Regions from separate parts of the Danio rerio genome. Here region 2 is linked to region 1. The links are chromatin contacts, called in public HiCAR-type maps. All regions are on one chromosome and are shown on one strand. Each heading gives the region's core, a stretch centred on a gene start, on an enhancer-like site or on the middle of the called end of the contact. The rest is flanking DNA. Distances are from core to core; before and after follow the strand shown. Region 1 holds the start of otpb (orthopedia homeobox b). Region 2 overlaps lhfpl2b (LHFPL tetraspan subfamily member 2b).

The links. HiCAR-type assays count read pairs that join an accessible place to other places.
Region 2: a HiCAR-type map of caudal fin shows a contact between it and region 1, with 4 times the contacts expected there. The contact joins the enhancer-like site here to the promoter of otpb in region 1. A contact is called at or near these places in 9 of 18 Hi-C or Micro-C datasets (caudal fin, embryo, fibroblasts and 3 more) and 1 of 4 datasets of contacts at active chromatin or transcription factors (caudal fin).

What each region holds. Positions count from the first base shown.
Region 1 is chr5:55,705,910-55,711,782 of GRCz12tu, forward strand. It overlaps otpb (orthopedia homeobox b), which reads right to left and starts at 3,571. Exons shown (of 3, transcript NM_131100.2): 1 at 3,383-3,571; 2 at 2,684-3,078; 3 at 252-1,539. The coding sequence starts at 3,458. The coding sequence ends at 1,024.
Region 2 is chr5:55,825,233-55,831,105 of GRCz12tu, forward strand. It overlaps lhfpl2b (LHFPL tetraspan subfamily member 2b), which reads right to left. Exons shown (of 3, transcript NM_001017562.1): 3 at 1-843. The coding sequence ends at 587. Among named protein-coding and RNA genes, the nearest start is that of lhfpl2b, 12 kb to the right of the region's middle. Within about 2 kb of position 3,584, at least 5 of the 62 cell types and tissues checked have an H3K27ac peak or open chromatin away from gene starts, as enhancers often do. A contact at or near this core is called in caudal fin, where this site is marked.

The DNA.
Region 1 (5,873 bases), core at 2,321-4,820:
TAGTACACTCAAATTTATAGAGAAATATCAAATACAAATTTTATAACAGAGGGAAAATTAAAAAAGCAAATAAATTTAGTTGATATTTTTGTAGGTTGTGATTTTTTGCAATATTTTGCTTGATTTTAATTTCTATATGTGTGGTGACTAAAATATTAGTTCAATAAATATATCTGTTTAATAAATTTGGTTAGTTTAAAAAGCACCAAAATACATTGCCTATATTATAGAGATCACATAACATGCAGAAATTCTTAAAATGATTTTATTCACCCACTTAACAATCATTGATATAAACCTTCCCAATTCTGTTGAATTTGGTAAGATAAACATTTACGAAAACCATATTTCAGTAATAAGCACAGACAATAAGTTAAAACATATCACAAACGTACCAGCAGATAACATTATTTTTTGTCTTATCTACACAAACACTCAAGTTCATTTTGCTTTTGTAAACAACTTCCTGTTGATCCCGTTTGAAATATTACATGCATCCGAATCTGGTTATTTGGAAATTGGCTCTTAATCCAACGTGTTCATTTCTGTACCTGAAAAATCGCTCCAACATGTAGTTTGTGCCTTGAAACAACCTGTACATGCACATATGTGGTCCTCGTTTATAATTGTCCTTTTACAGTAGGTTTAATAAAAAATAATATCACTGAACAGCGAAATAAATATACTTGCAGCTGTTGATTCATATATGAACGAAGAGTCAAATAAATACTCAAAAATAAATAAACAATTCCCCATTTTTAAAATCAACTTCTATAAAAATAAACAAATAAACATGAACGAATCCAACACTTAAATAAATTACATACATTTCAAGCATTTAAACTAACACTAGTCTACATTTGCTGTAAGCATTGTCTGAGGGTATGTTGGGATTCCATCATCCAGTAAGGCTGCCAAATTGTAATTTCATCGTTAGAACCTCGCATCCTGAGTGCTCCATGAGTGTTTTTCAGGAATACTTGAGGTTTGTAGTGACAGAAAAAGACATCGCGGGTGCTCAGATTAAGTGAAACTCATTGAAACGGTGTGCTCAAGTGCTTTACGGCGAAGGGAAGCGATACTAGTCCCTCTCCACATGTCACTGTCTGGGGAGCTACACAGCTGAGGAGAGCCGGTAACATTCGTTGGACCCGACAGGGAAGCGGGCACCATCCCGGGAAATGTGGGTTGATAGAGATGCGACTGAAGACCGGAACCATTTGACGATAAGCTGCCCGAAAGGCCCATATTGTTTGGTGGCGGACCCGCTCCGAGACTGCACTGAGACAGGGACTGTGCCATCGCCTGCTGTCGACCCAGCGACGGCGGTATCTGCAGCTGTGAGACCCCCGGCATCCCAGCCGCGGCCCAGCGAGTGTCGTTGGCATGAAAAGAGCAGAGACTGTCGCCCATCGCAGCCGCGGCCGCAGACGGGAACTGAGGCAAACCGTGTGTTGGCAGCAAAGTGCCCGGCGCCCGGAAAACATTGGTCGTCTTCTTTCGTTTCTTCCATTTTGCACGTCTATTCTGAAACCATACCTGAAGTCAAAAGACAAAAAGAAACAATTAGAAAACCATTAATTTTATTGGGTGAGAAAAAATAAAACTTTAAACAAATAGTTTGCTATGTTCAACTGTATATTTAGACTTACTATGATTAATTTTATTTTAATGAAATAAAAACAACAAACACAAAATATAGGCTAAACCTAATAAAATTATGTGTTTTCAAAAAACAAAAGAACAAAATATGATCATAATACATTTAATTAAATTGCATGAATTGCGTTTGTCGGTAAAGGGCGCCTAATTTGTTTTAAATGTAGTCCGGTCTATTTAGAACTCTTCCACTGTTAATATGATTCTACCGAGGTTAGCAAACATGCACCCTTTAAAACATCTGCTTGTAGCCTATTATGACTTCTAAAATTTAAAAAATTCTAAAATCACTACTGCTAATATATATATATATATATATATATATATATATATATATATATATATATATATATATATATATATATATATATATTGCTTCAAGACAGGACAGAATAGTAATGCTTTGCAGACAAACGGTGATGAAGTCGATATAGTTGATAGTACATTCTAGGAGACAAATAATATGATGGCCTCCATAATTCATCGTGGAATATTAAACAGTAATTCTTGATGAAAATAAGCTCAGACGAAGCTTTCAGAATAAATAGTACCTCTTGTTTATTTTTAAAAAGTAATATTATTATTATTATTTTAATTAGATTTATAATGTACAAGTTTGAACGAATAATTATTGTCATCATTACTATTGGCATGTCTACTTAAATTGATGCATAACTATTATTTACAAATCATTTTTTTCATGTTACATTTAAAGCACTGTGCAATCTACTGTGCAAGCTACTATTTTAATGAATTCTTTTAGAGCACGTCTTTTTTTCTAAAAAGCTTTTTTTGTAATATTATATTTTAGTACAGGCAACACTGCAATAGTTTTAGATGCGTGATCGGAAACATATTTGACATTGTTTTTAGAGAAAATCGCCAAGCAATTCATGCAATAAATTTCGTATGTCTTTAGAACTAAATTAATAAATAAGTGTTACGCCAAGCGATTCAGTTTGCTTTTACAAACAGGCAATAACCGTCTGGAAAGTCAGAGCTGAGCAAGTTCATTAAGTCTCACCTGAACCCGTGACTCCGTTAAACCAATCCTTAATGCAAGTTCCTCTCTCATAAAAATATCAGGATAGTGGGTTTTAGCAAAGCTCCTTTCTAGTTCGTTCAGCTGGGCTGGAGTAAAACGGGTCCTGTGGCGTTTCTGTTTCTGTTGGTTTTGCTGGCCGCCCGTCTGATTGGAGTTTTGCTGTTGCTGCTTTTCTTGGTCTTTGGCGTTGACCTGCTGCATTCCATTAGGATTGGATCCACCATTACTTATTTCTTCTCCGGGGAGCAGAGTGGTCCCCTCCACAGTCTCTGTGGCAGAAGTAAGGTCGCCGGGGTGTCCAGAGTCAGTCCCCCCTAGTCTGCATTTTAAAGCTTCTCGGTGTACGAGAAGCTCGGCTGCAGCATCCTTCATCCCTGTGGACGCAGGTGTCAACAATTTAGCATTCTATCCAAATGGCTGTTTCATATTAATATCAATAATCAACGCATATTTAAAACACGCTACTTATTGATACATTTGTCGCACAAATAATCATAAACATATAGCAAATAATACCAAACATAAACACCACAAACATTAAAATTATTTTAGCAAGGGAAAAAAACAATACTTTTAGTAATTATCACGTAACATTGCATGTATAATGCACATATTAAAATATAATATAAACATAAAATTGGTTCACCAGACTGAAGACTGAATAATACTCTAGCTTACAGTGGAGTTGAAGACCGGAGTTTGGTGGCGATAACTCACCGAGGCGAGTATCCAAGAGGTCGGCATGAGAGAGCATTGCGCACTGCTGGAGTCACAACTGCTTCCCAAACTACTCTACAACTTTTAACTCTTTTAAAAAGCGCATAGGGCTCAATTGAAGCAAAGTCGTCAGTGCGTTTAAAAAGGCGGTTCCACGTATTATACTGTTCTTTAGAGAGATTGGGAGGCGCTTAATAGTTGTATGAGCCCGTGAGCTTCCACAAATGGGAACCAATCAGAATTAAGGGCTGAAAATGTCAGACAACCAACCACTAAAATCCACAAACCGGTTTCATCTGCGGTTGCTCTCGTTCATTTCAAATCTGATTTATTGCATTGCCCCCTTATTAGCTATACATTTTAAATGACTTCATAATCATGGCAAATAACCAGCGAATAATAAATCTTTCTGTAGAGGCTTCACAAAAGGTGCAAAAGTCGAATTTATACGACTTGGCCGACTAGGGATGTAATCTCTAAATACTGATAGGCACCTTTTGTAAAGTCAACAGCCTATTTTGGTTATAGCTCAACTTTTCGAGGCCCTTTACTAGTCGAATGTAGAACGCTGGCCATCCATGTTTGTTTACGTGTGAAGAGAATGAACACAGTATTGCAGCGGGTTCTGTGAACTGGTGTCATTACGTGCGACATACAGCTTTATTTGAGTGGAATCCATCTATCAAAAACGATGAATTCTTTGAGGCAGCTAACAACACATCCAAGGTACATTTCCAACAAGTCATTTTCAAGACCATTAAGCATTTGAAGTAATTAGTGCTAAATATATGAGCTTTCATCTCAATTGTTTGAGTAAAATCTGAACAATGCGTGATTTAATTGTGTTTAGATATATTTCAAGGCGGTGTTGGCTAAATCATGTTTGAAGACGTCTAATTTATTTCGGTAAAGGCTTGAGGTGAAGCAGTGAAACAGGCTACTGATGCGTACTGATGCTTCAGTTGTATTGATGTTTCATCAGCGCTGACGCAAGTAATTTGATTTGTTTAATTCAAACTCGCTGACATACATTGCCTAATTTAATCCATTCAGCGAAAGTGCATTCGGCAGGCTGTCAAGTTTTCAGATTGTTTTTGTTTAATCAATCAGTTCTCCATTCATTTTGTAGCATGAATGTGCACGGGCAAGCCGCTGGACTGTTGAGAAAAATTAAGAAACAAACAAAGAACATGGGAATCTCGAATTTTAAAGACCCGAGAAATGCCGACATATATAGGCCTATATATATATAAAGGTGTTTCATCAAGAAGCTTGAGACATAATTTTATTAATAACATAATAATCCTGGATCGAAATGTAACCTTGAAATAAAGTTAGGTGGTAGGAAAAACATACATATTCTAAGAAAAATGCTATATGAATAATACATTATTAATAATAATAATAATTCTTATTTTGTATATTTTTACTCAAATAAACCTAATTACAAGCTTTATATTTGTGCATCTAAGATCATGATCATGTATCATGTGCTAATTTGTTAAATCTTTTCTGGTCCTCTTTAAAGGAATATATGATAATCTTGTAAATTATATTGAACTTATATATCTACTGCAATGTTTAAAAGTTATATTAAAATATGTATTTGCGGTTATAATAATAATAATAATCATAATAATAATAATAGTAATATTTATATTATTTTTATTACTATTATTATTATTATTATTATTATTATTATTATTATTATTATTATTGGCTAAAAGGTCGTTTCTATCCTGGCACATTGCGCCATGCATTTCTATAACACACCTATAAAATGGAAACATTATTTTGACAATGATTTGATTCTGGGTATTTTATTATTTCCACAGTGCATTTTCAATTGAAACTTTCCGATTCTATCCATGATGAATTCTTATTTATTTTGTGTAAATGACATTGGAGTTTGACAGGTTGGGTAATAGGTCCAAAGAGCTCACCATATACCGTGAAATAAGTGAATTGGAAAGTAACCCAACGGCTCCTCCATTCAAGCAGACGCGACCCCCGTTGCATCTCATACTGTGATTAGACTTGGTGCCCTCCATGTGGACCCGATTTCAACGTGAGTTATCTGGGGAGAATACAATTATGGCCTAAATAAAATAATCAGCAATGGACGGCGATTACCGTAATGAAATGGAGCTTTGGCAAGTCACGGAGTAGCTGGCCTCCATTACGGTGCGTAATGAGACTTTTGGGGGTAAGCACGACAATCATCTAAACATGAAAATGTGTTTACTTTGATGTCAACGTTCGCACAAAAACTTTGTTCTCGAAGTTTAAACGCAAAATGTCGTCCAGTTCGAATAATTGCATTTTAGGTTTGGGTCTAAAGGTAGTCAAGTTTCTGACAAAAATAAATAATTAAATAAATGAATGAATGAATAAATAAATAAATAAATAAATAAATAAATAAATAAATAAATAAAAAAACTTGGTGTAGCAA
Region 2 (5,873 bases), core at 2,334-4,833, 120 kb after region 1:
GGTCAGGCCGTTTATTTTCCATAAGTCATTGCAGAAAGATGATGAAAAAGAAAACATTTTGCACCATAAAAAAAAAAGAAATCCAGCTAACCATTAATGGACTGCTTGCAGTCAACATGCATAAGCCAGACAGCACCTCAAATGGCTAAGCAAAGAATAATTTGTTATTTTTTAGAAAGATAAGGTTTATCACAGAGAACAATTGTTTTAGTAATATCTTTCAGAGACTCAGCATACAATTTCATTAACAAAACTGGTTACATTAATTGTTCTATTTGTTAGTAAAAAGTAAAATCTAGTAACAAATCAATCAAAATAGCGATACAATGCATTTGCTTTTAAACGCAATGTAAAAAAAAATAATTTGTTAGTTTCAAAGTTTTTTTCATAGAAATAATTTGATGTGTATACTTTGAAATACAGCAATAGGATGACATAAAAATCAAAAAAAGCAAATAAGTTTGTTGAGTTTTGTAAAGACCTACAGCAGGTCTGAACTACATTCCCATTTATGCACCAGTCATTTCCATCAGTAAACATGGGACATAAATTATTCTCTTTGGTTTTAGTGGTTTGTTTTCACATCTCACAGCACACAAATCAGACTCCGGCCCTCCTCAATCTCATCCTGCACCTTGTCGCTGGAGGTGGCGATCTCAGCCTGGGCTGAAAACATAGCACAGATGAAAGTGAGCACTGTGCCTCCTATGGCTGTGTAAAAGGCCCAGCCCAGAGAACACAAGCCCACTTTATATGCGGAAGCATCTGGACCACAGTAATCAACCACCTTCTTTGAGCCCCAGCCTGCAGGATAGAGCATCAGACCTAGGATAAGGAATAGACCTGCAAAAGGTAGAAAAAGACTGATGTAAGTACTATACAAGAACAACCATTGCAAACGAACAGAAACAGAAACATGGATGTCTAAAAATGGCGAGGCAACCTATAATTGTAAACAACAGTTTGTATGGTTTGCAGATTGTTATATGGATGTTATATGGACAGTGGGGACAGAATTAGGAGATAATTAAAGTCTTTTCTCAATAAGATCAAACACCTGGGTGGATTCCAATTGACCTTTCGATTGAAAACTATTGTTTCAGGTGTGCTGTGGACTATTTCATTTGCATACAAAAAGTTTCAATTAAATAATTTATTTATAGACAAATTCTCATGAAAATGAAATGAAAATTCTCATCACTATTTACTCGCCCTCATTTTATTATAAACCCATAAGACTTCTGTGCATTCTTCAAAACATAAATAAAGATATTATTATTAAATTGTACTGCATTGTATGAAATTTTCATCACTAGAGGGTGCATATTTACAACAAACAAAGGTATAGTTTGATGACAATTAGGGCTCTATTTTAATGATCTAGGCACAAAGTCTGAAGCACATGGCGCAAAAGCATTAAGGGCTTATCCTAATCCACTTTTGCTATTTTAAGGATGGAACAATACACTCTGCGCCCTGGCACATGGTCTAACAGGGTTGAGCTTATTTTTTTAATGAGTTATGGGCATGTTTTGAGAATAAACCAATCAGAGTCTCATCTCCTATTCCCTTTGAGAGTCAGTTGCGTCACATTTGCTATTTACTTTGTAAGTGTAAAAACTGAACGCGTCACTAGTAAAAAAAACAGTTAAACAGACCACCTGCAGCTCAAGGATAAAGAATGAGCCTCCTCTTTTCTGCCTTTAATTTTACCTTCTCTTTTGTGGATAAAGAAACGGTTTTACACACAGACATCCATTAGCCTACCTAAATAATTTAATTTGCTAAGTGCCAAGATTCAATTCAAAACTATTTCTAAATTCAGTTCTAATATTCAGCAAACTAATAAATCAGCAATAATAACGAAGTGTGGTCAAACACTGAGTGATATCCAAACACATGTCCTAAGCCTCATATGGTCCAAAACCTGACAGGTGGAGAAATCTAAGTTTGTTTTTAATAAAACTAATATAAATATGCAAATAATAAATACTAATAATAATCATTCATTTTCTTGTCGGCTTAGTCCCTTCATTAATCTGGGGTTGCCACAGCGGAATGAACCGCCAACTTATCCAGCAAGTATCCAGCCGCTACCCATCTCTGGGAAACATCCACACACACATTCACACACTACGGACAATTTAGCCTACCCAATTCACCTGTACCGCATGTCTTTGGACTGTAGGGGAAACCGGAGCACCCAGGGGAAACCCACGCGAACGCAGGTAGAACAAGCAAACTCCAAACAGAAACGCCAATCGAGCCGAGGCTTGAACCAGCGACCTTCTTGCTGTAAGGCGACAACACTACCTACTGCGCCACTGCTTCGCCCACTTCTAATAATAATAATGACATTATACAAAAGTAAGTTGTAATAAATAAACAAATCAGTAGTTTTCATATTTATGTAGAAAGTAATAATTTTTGTAATATTTTAATCCTTTAATTCTTTTTCATTTGTAAAGATATGTTTGTATTGCTGTACATCCTGCGTGTTTTAAGCAATGTGGTAGCGAGGCGCATGTGCTCTGTGTTGGACTTTAGACCAGCTTTCAGCTGCTGTCAACTGCTTTTTAATTGCTTTAGTTCCTCAAAGCAATCCGCCAACAATGCGCCTTAACACACCTCTTTTCTAGACCCAAACAGTCTTGAGTCCACAAACTGGCATGAATGCATTTGCTTTTTAAAATTAAGGTTAGATTGGTCTGAAATTAGTAACGTGCCAGGGCAAACGTCTTGCGCTTTATTGTGCCGGGTGTATAAAAGGGCCCCTATAATCATGGGAATTGTCTTAATTATATCCTACGTAACTCCTACAGATACCATGTTCATAGATGGGCTAAAGTATTCATAACTTATTATCATGGTAGTATCAAGCAGAGTAAGGCCAAAGGCTAGCGAAGACAAATGAGAATGCTGAAGCAATTGCTGAATGAGAGATGAATGCAATGCAACATAAACAGTCACAGTCAACCACTAGGGAAAGAAGCAACACTATGCTATGCTAGTTTGACAGCCTAATTGTGTAAATAAAAAAGAAAATCAAACACAGAGAGTCCCTAAAAATCCACTTGAATCAGGCCATTTAATCAGTAATACAAAACAGTAATACAAAACAGTTTTGTTCCTAATGTACTGTTAATTAAAGACAGATTATTATTATAATTGCTCAAAAATACAAACTGATTTCCACTTGCTTTCCTAAGAAAACTCAGCAACCCTTTTGATCTGATATCATCATCAGATAACATCAATTCTTTACAACATAAAAGTTTTCCCTGTAATGGCTGAGGGTGAGCCATGAGTCAAGTTTCTAGTTCAGTGTCATTTTCCACTCTTCTAATAAGCTATGTGATTACGCTTAAAATAGACACTGTATTAGCCTTAATATGTGATTTAATTATTATATTACTGTTTAAAAGGCAAGAACGCTTGCTGATTTAATCTTCATACCAAACAGAGCCGGTCACTGTGATCCCTCAATTTTATCCCGTGTTCTTGCTCTAAATAGGCAAGTGAGATCCTGTCTCTGAAGTCATGCTGAAGTCATGCTCCTGCTATTCACAAATTACTCAATCACCATGTTGTAAATCTTTCAATAAAATTATACAAGAGCTCCGTACTTTGCTTGTACCTGTTGTTGGTCTTGGTCTTCAATAAAATAAGCCACACTATTTTTATTGCACCACAATGCTTTATTGTTCTAGTGTTCCCAGACATGACTGCAAGTAGGAGCTTTATCATGACCGATCTGTTATTTCATGGTCTTTTGACTGAGAAGGTCCTGCCACAGTCAACATTACCACTTTTGTTCCTTTGAGCTGGTTTGGGAAATGGTAATGAAAGAAGATTTGGAACCCTGAGGCCAGATTCACAATGCATTCAAGTCAGCATGGAATGAAATTCACCCTAGCCTACTTCCCATACTAACTGGCCAATATATTAGGTACATCTGATCAACTGCTTGTTGATGCAGATGAATAATTATCCAATCACATTTAAGCAACTCAGTGCATTTAGGGATGCTGTTGTGGTCAAGACAACCTGCTTAAAATCTGATTGAAATCAAAATGAACAATTGTATCTGTGCACTTCATTATTTTGTAAAAAAATATATATAATTTGTCCTCATAATCTTTTATCAAATGCCCAACCTTCTATTGAATTGACTTTTCTTCATTTCTGGTCACATGGAAGGCTATTATGTTGTGTCTCATTTTTGCCCTGTTTTGTCCATTCATCAATCTTCCTTCATTTTGTTAGCGGCACCCATCTACCAATGATGCAAGCGGTTCGCAAAGGATGAGATCGTAAACCAGACTTAATTATTTTCTCTCATTTTAGGACCATTTCACTTCAGTCACAATATAGGACAATCTTAACTTCCATTTCATGGTGACTTTAAGTTAAAACTGAGCATCAGAACGGGAAAGAAAAGTAATTTTTGTGACTTTGACCATAGCATAGTTGTTTGTGCCAAACAGGCTAGTCTGAGTATTTCAGAAACTTCTGATTCGCTGGCATTATCATACACAATCATATTTAAAATTTACAAAGAATAGTCAGAATGAATGGCTCATTAAAGCCACAGTTTGCAGAAGAGCATCACTAAACACTCAAAATATACAACCTTGAAGCAGATAAGCTACAGCAGCAGGAGAAGATAACAATGTTGACACTCCTGTCAGGTAATAACAGCAAACTGAGGCTATAATTCACACTAGCTCAACAAAATGGACAATAAAAGACTTGTCTGGTGAGTCTCTATTTCTGCGGCAACATTTGGATCCACCTTGTCTTTTATCAACTGCTCAGGCTGGTTGTTCTTGTAGAAAAGTATATATAAAATTTTCTTGTCAAGCTTTTCAACCCCCAATTTGGAGATTCGCATCATGTATAATAATACAAATCTGTAGAAGCTGTTTGATTCTGTCATGTCATGGGCCAAAATTTATAAAGCAGGGGGAACAAAGTCTGTTCCTGGAGACGTATCTTCCTGCAGATTTCAGTTCCTGGATCAGGATCAAACAGGGTCGGAAGCTGTGTTTCTATCCAAAGATTTATTCAAAAAACTGTAATACTGCATAAAACACTTGCAAACAAAGCACCATTTCCATTCAATCAGATCATCACTTACTGATAAACTGGGATTAAATTTCATTCATTTTTCTTTGGCTGAGTCCCTTTATTCTTCAGAGGTCGCCATAGCGGGATGAACCACCAACTTAATCAGCATATGTTTTACACATGCAAGTGCCCTTCCAGCTGCAACTTAGCATCGGGAAACATCCATACACATTCAAACACTACAGCCAATTTAGTTTATTCAATTCACCTATAGCACATGTGTTTGAAATATGAGGGAACCTGGAACACCCACACAAACACGTGGAGAACATGGAAACTACACTGAAAAAAGAGTGCACAACTGTGTATATTCAAAGATGATTGCTTGGATTTACTCGATTTTTTTAACGTTAAGTGGTTGTAAACAATTTATTTGTGTTGAATTTAAACAAACAAATTAAATTTTAATAATGTTCTACTTAATTTGTTTGTTTAAATTCAACACAAATAAATTGTTTACAACCACTTAACGTAAAAAAATCGAGTAAATCCAAGGAATCATCTTTGAATATTTTTTTCAGTGAACACACAGAAATGCCAACTGGCCCAGTCGGGATTCGAACCAGCGACCTTCTTGCTGTGAGGTGACAGTGCTAACAACTGAGCCACCTTTGCGCCAGATTAAAAAAAAAAAAAAAAGTTATTTGCTGCGACAATGAGGACCTTTTTTCTCATATAATAAATTACCTTTGCCCCAGACAAAGCTGACATGCAATGAACGTGCAGGCTCTTGGAGGCCCAAG